Linked DNA regions of Oryzias latipes: region 2 is linked to region 1. A link is a contact called in public Hi-C data. All regions are on one chromosome and are shown on one strand. The core of a region is the stretch at or near the end of the contact, and the rest is flanking DNA. Distances in the headings are between cores, read along the strand shown. Region 1 holds the start of LOC101163480 (carboxyl-terminal PDZ ligand of neuronal nitric oxide synthase protein). Region 2 overlaps LOC101163480 (carboxyl-terminal PDZ ligand of neuronal nitric oxide synthase protein).

What was found. Hi-C and Micro-C count contacts between places; a contact is called where the count stands out from the background.
Region 2: a Hi-C map of embryo shows a contact between it and region 1, with 2.6 times the contacts expected there. The contact joins the enhancer-like site here to the promoter of LOC101163480 in region 1. A contact is called at or near these places in 2 of 5 Hi-C or Micro-C datasets (embryo and fibroblasts).

The regions. Positions count from the first base shown.
Region 1 is chr4:20,587,945-20,590,683 of ASM223467v1, reverse strand. LOC101163480 (carboxyl-terminal PDZ ligand of neuronal nitric oxide synthase protein) reads right to left here and starts at 1,352. Exons shown (of 13, transcript XM_023954384.1): 1 at 884-1,352; 2 at 517-588. The coding sequence starts at 988.
Region 2 is chr4:20,739,882-20,742,792 of ASM223467v1, reverse strand. All of the region lies in intron 10 of LOC101163480 (carboxyl-terminal PDZ ligand of neuronal nitric oxide synthase protein), which reads right to left. Among protein-coding and RNA genes, the nearest start is that of LOC111947325, 51 kb to the left of the region's middle. Within about 2 kb of position 1,517, at least 3 of the 8 cell types and tissues checked have an H3K27ac peak or open chromatin away from gene starts, as enhancers often do. A contact at or near this core is called in embryo, where this site is marked.

The DNA of each region.
Region 1 (2,739 bases), core at 103-2,602:
ACACCTGAGTTATCCTTTGACTGAGAAACATGTTGCCAGATTTCCATATAAATGTAAAGACAATCATTTGACAATTTGGTAGAAGAGAATATAAATATGACTGTTTGTGAGGGGTTATACTATAAGGTCATGATTAACCAATAGAAGAAGCAGAGGTCACATATATGAACGTGCTTGATCTGCTATGATGAGATAAAGAAACTAAAGTTATAGTTGTAAGGAAAATCAGCTGAGGCATCATATTTGTTGTTCTCACCATCTGAAGTATACTCAGGATCTTTTTTTTTTAAATCTTATTTTGGCATTTGAATCCCAGTTGGAAAGAGTGAATTGATGAAAAAGATAGAAAATGTGTTTCTGAAACACTAAAAATTTACCCCTTAATCCTGTAATATATATGGGAGGAATTAAGCATGCATTAATATTGTTTAGACACTTCAGCACTTTTCTGAAGTGAGCGTCGATTGTAGCAAAAGCTAAAGTTTTCTGGAGCGTTAACTTTTTGTCTTCACTCACCCGGATTCGTCTCATCGCAGCCACGATCTCCACCCGGCTGCTCGGCCGCGTCACATCCAGACTGCCGATGTACTGCGGGTGGAAGGGGTGAAACGTGACAGGTACAGCACATTAATGCCTCAAACATTATGTTTCCAGTTATCCTGACTCAAACTGCACCTGAACCATGCAGCTTTAACCTCCAGCTAACTAACAACTTCAGCTACTAACTAACTAAGCTAGCAGAAGTTTCGGACTTCTTTTCTTTCATTTTTTTCTGGAGTTTTTTTTTTTTTTTTTACTCGAAACTTCTGTGCCAGACACGTTCGTGTCGAAAGGCGGACATTGGAATGGAACGAGTTCCGTTTCAAGAGTTTGTATTTTTCACCTTTGCCTCGAAGTTGATTCCATGCTGGAACGCTTCCTCGTTGTGCAGCGGGATCCTCAGGTCGTGTCCATCATCCACCAGGTTGTATTTGGTCTTCGCAGGCATTCTCCAACTGTGTGTGTCTTTTATTAATCCAATCTTCCAGGGGAACTCGGGAGTACAAACCAGGCCGATTTGATTCAAAAAAATCCGGGTGGTAAGCGATCCTGTACATCCACTCACTGGCTCCACATCGCAGCAAAAGCTCCCACTGCGCCTCAGCGGCGGTGCTACCAACTTCCCAGGTACTCCGGCGAACTGCTATCCCGCTAAAAGCTCCGCGAAGCCGCGCTGATCACACGCGTTGGACAGGCGTCACGCGCGCGCGGACCGTGTTTTCCTGACTTTTTCTGTTCTGAATGTGGAAGTTTGTCGGCTCTGCCTCCGGATCTGGACTCCCCGCCCCCGCCCCCGCGGTACGGAAAGAGGGCGTGATTGGAGGAGTCGGGAATCCCACCTGTTTCCATTGAAAAACGGAGGCGCCGTGGGGGCGTGGCTTACCGGCTATGTACCTGCCTCTTTCTCCTCCCCCTCCTTCTTCTTCATATACATAAGAAAGAAAAAAACAGCCTGGACGATTCCCATTCAAATTTTTGTCATACCTGTTCTTTGTCAATACGTAACGTACTTACTGGTCAGTGAGGACAATAAAATTAAAAAACATTTAAAATAATTTCTCAATTACCAAATATATGTATATTTAGGTCATATTTATTTAGAGGTTTGTTCTTAAATCAAGTAAAGTGCCAGAAAACTCAAGGGTGTAGACTTCATAAACATCTGGTCCAGATTTCAAGGACAATGCTGCCAACTAGCGATTATTTCTGGTATTACATCGATGCAATTTGTGTTAAAGCCCTTTCTCATTTCACTTTGTTCTCTTTCACTAAGAATGAAATGTAAACTTATCTTCTTTCTCTTTCGGCTTTTCCCATCAGGGGTCGCCACAGCGAATCATCCTTTTCCACCTCACTCTATCATGAACATCTTCTACCCTAACATTAGCCAACTTCATGTCCTCTGTCAAGACATCCATGTATCTCCTCTTTGGCCGTCCTCTTGCCCTCCTGCCAGGCAGCTCCATCTCCAACATCCTTCTACCAATATATCCACTATCCCTCCTCTGAACATGTCCAAACCAAACCAAATGAAATGTAAACTTATATTTTCAGAAAATGTGGTCAAGACTTTTTCTAAGTCATTGCATACATTCTATAGCTTCTATTTCGTGGTTTATGTACATTTTTATATTTTGCACATATTTTTGCAAATAACAGTCAATTTTTTTATCATATTGGTGTCTTTATTGAACTGATATGGTGACTGCTTTTAATCTCACTGTACATATGGACAATTACAATAAATAATTACATTATCCATGTTAGTGGGATAAAGATAAAGTTTTATATGATCATTCCAACATTTACCAGCCCAAGGCAAAACAAATTTTTGTCCACTTTGATCTTTTAGATTTGACTTTAATTGTAAATATTGTAGCTTTACATATATCAGTTCAAAATCATAGACATCATTTTTCTTTGTTTTGCTTGGGACCATTTTTCAGATTTTTGTTTTCTTTTGAGCTAGATGGGAATACGTTGCTTTACTAATGTCCCCCCCACTGAAAGATTGGAATAGAACAGCTTCCTTCATCCGTTAAAGCCAGAACATTTGAAGATGAAGCCTAAAATACTAAATGAATGAAATTATGTTTTATGAGGAAAATGTGTTGCCTTTCAAAGTCTACTGCTCATAAACACTTCAAATACTTCATCCAAATGCCGTTTTACATAAGCAGACCCCTGAGATGTCAACTA
Region 2 (2,911 bases), core at 268-2,767, 150 kb before region 1:
TCCTTCAACATCAAAAATGCTGCATATGATACCAAGAACAAATGCACTTTTGAAGTCTATTGACCTGCCACGACATAATATAATGTGACTGTAAAGCCTTTATTTTAGCATATTAAATGTGATTTTAAAACTATGCAAACCCATAGAAAAGGTGAATATTTAGGCACTACTGAATGGGATCATTGGGTATTCTATTCTCTCTGGCCTTCACTTGTGATGAGAACTGACTTGCAAAAATTCAGCAAATGCAAAACAAACAAAAAAAAAACTCTCTAATACTGAGAATTGATTGGCAGAGTGAATACTTGAATAACTTACAATGACAGCCTAGTATCAGTGCAGCTCAAGCTTACTGCACATTTGGGAAAGCATCCCATGTATCGGGGAAAAAAAAGACACCAAGAAGCATCTCAGACACTTTTATGACATTTCTTTCTGCTCACTGTGTTGTTTGGTCGTCTTGTTTCCAGGCTGTCACATCCCATGGGGCTTATTTACCCTCTGTCTGCATACATCTTAACAGTTTTAATACAGGGAGTGATATATTTCCAGAAAACTGTAATAAAATCTTCAACAAAGTGCCACCCATTCATGTTACTGGCACATATTTAAAAGATGATTTATAAAGCTCTAAAGATCTTATGTTACATTTAAATTAAAGCATTAATTTGTATTAATGCAAAAAAGGTTTTAGTATGAAGTAATTTAATTTGAAAGGTATAACAAAAAAAGGAAATGATGATGAAAGCAGCTGGTTTGAAGCAGAGGAGCTGTTTGAAAAAAAAAACCCACATAATGACATAAAATATGGACTGAATATTTAAATGAAAATCCTGACAGCTATTGGTTTAGTCAGGGGTTTTGGAAATCTATTCCTCGCTTCTGCCTACAGAAATGTGCCATCGCCTGTAGTGTGAAGATGTTTTAAAGCACATTTGTTTAGTTTCTGTTGACACCAAATTGGGGGACGCAGTGACAAAAGCCATCGTTCTTGGTGATTGGACACTGTGCTACGCTAGATCATTCTGACGGGCTTTTCTTCTCATTGACTTGGAACGAGATTTAAAGTTTAAGCTTCTGCTTAGGACTGAGAGTTCATTACCAGCAATCGTCAAATGAACATTGCATATACAGACACAAATACATTAGTTCTTATGTGGGACTGACTTTGATCATACTTTCAGACAGAGAAAGAAACGACCATCCCTTGATACAAACTCATTCAGACGGGGATTGGCAACATGAAAACCAGTTTTACCAGAGTCTGAATGATTTGTTTGATCCAATCAAAGCGTTCATCTAAAGCTCTCTGCAAAAGATAGAGAACGTTATGAAAGTCCAACTGATTCCCTTTCAAGTCCTTGGCAGAATTTACTGTTTCCAAACTCCGGACTGACAGGGAAGCTGCTTTGATAAATGGGAGCTGAAAATGTAAACTTGGCGGGGTTTCCTTGTGAGACAGAGTTAGTACTTTAATACCACACTGTGCCCGGGGGCCATACACAAAGCTGGGTTGACACAATGGAGGCCACTCTTGGCTGTCATCTGTGAGTCAGTATTCTGGCATGAGAGAGGATTGTTGTTTTCCAGCTGAATTAAAAAAAAAAACTAAAAAAAAACAAACAGTGCTCCTAGAGGTCCAACTAATCCCAGCTTTACATAAATTGAAAAGAGGGAAAAGTGTGGACAAGAGAGCAAACATGTTCTGGCTACTAAAATCAACAAGCTGTGTGGAGACAAATGAGGAAGGCTGTCTGTGGAAGGCAAAGGACAGAGCAGGTCAGAAGTTCATTGGGGTGACACCAAAAACAAAGTTTTTAAGTACAGATGCGCAGATCTGCAGAAAAAGTGATCCTGAACAAAGCAGACAGTCCGACAGTTAGTTGATAAATTAGTATTCATCTCTTCTAACAGAATGAGTCACTTTTCCCATGAGCTGCTGTGCTGTTGTTGCTCCTGTCAAGCAGAAAGCTCATCCCTTAACTACAATGTAAAAAAGTTTTACACGTGAACATTTTCAACCCACAGAAGGACGTTAAGTTTTTTGCTCTGATTTCAAGTTGACGTCTTTGCATTTCTGTGACGAGACATGGCAAACGGGTGAGGACTCCCATTTATATTTCATCAGTTCAAAAATGTGAAACCTCAAAGATCGGCTCCAGAATTGCAATTAGGAGCTACGTGACGGCGTTTGATAAGCTGAGAGGGGGCCCTGCGTGAGTAATCAAGGGGTAAGAAAAAAGGAGGGGAATGACGGATACATTTTAAAGACGCACATTCGTGGATCTGCATACAGATCACACTCAAACTGCCTGGTGTGTTTGTGGGAGGTAGCCAATTGAGAAAACTGACAATAATCTTGAAGAGCCTTCAGAGATAATGTGAAGCAAATTATCATCCTAACAATTTACTCCAACTTGAAATTAATTTTGCAATTAATTTCAAGTTTGAGTGGTGGAAAATGAACAACACAGCATTAGCATTCACTCTGCTTTTTTAAAATTTCTTTTTTAGTATTCTAGAAGCTTCTTGGAATTGCGTCATCCTAAGGTGAGGTCTGGGCTTGAGGCTTGCAGGATACAATGGTTTTAAAGAATAATTACAATACTATGTTAAAGCAGGTAATGTAGCCTTCCCCATGGTTTATCAGACTGCAAACAAATAAACGTCTGGCAAAGTCTCATTTCCATCTAATTAACGTTTGGGTTTCTGTACTTTACATCTTTGCTTTTGTGTGTTTTTTCTTAATAGTTATAGTATCCATGCAAATCTTTTATTAAAGTCAGATAAAATAAAAAATTAGTTAACTACTAAAATCAGAGTACCGTAAAGTCTAGCTTCATTTTTTGAATGGCCCTTGGAGACAGTAATCTATGCTCTCATCACATCTCGGCTGGATTATGGTAACTCT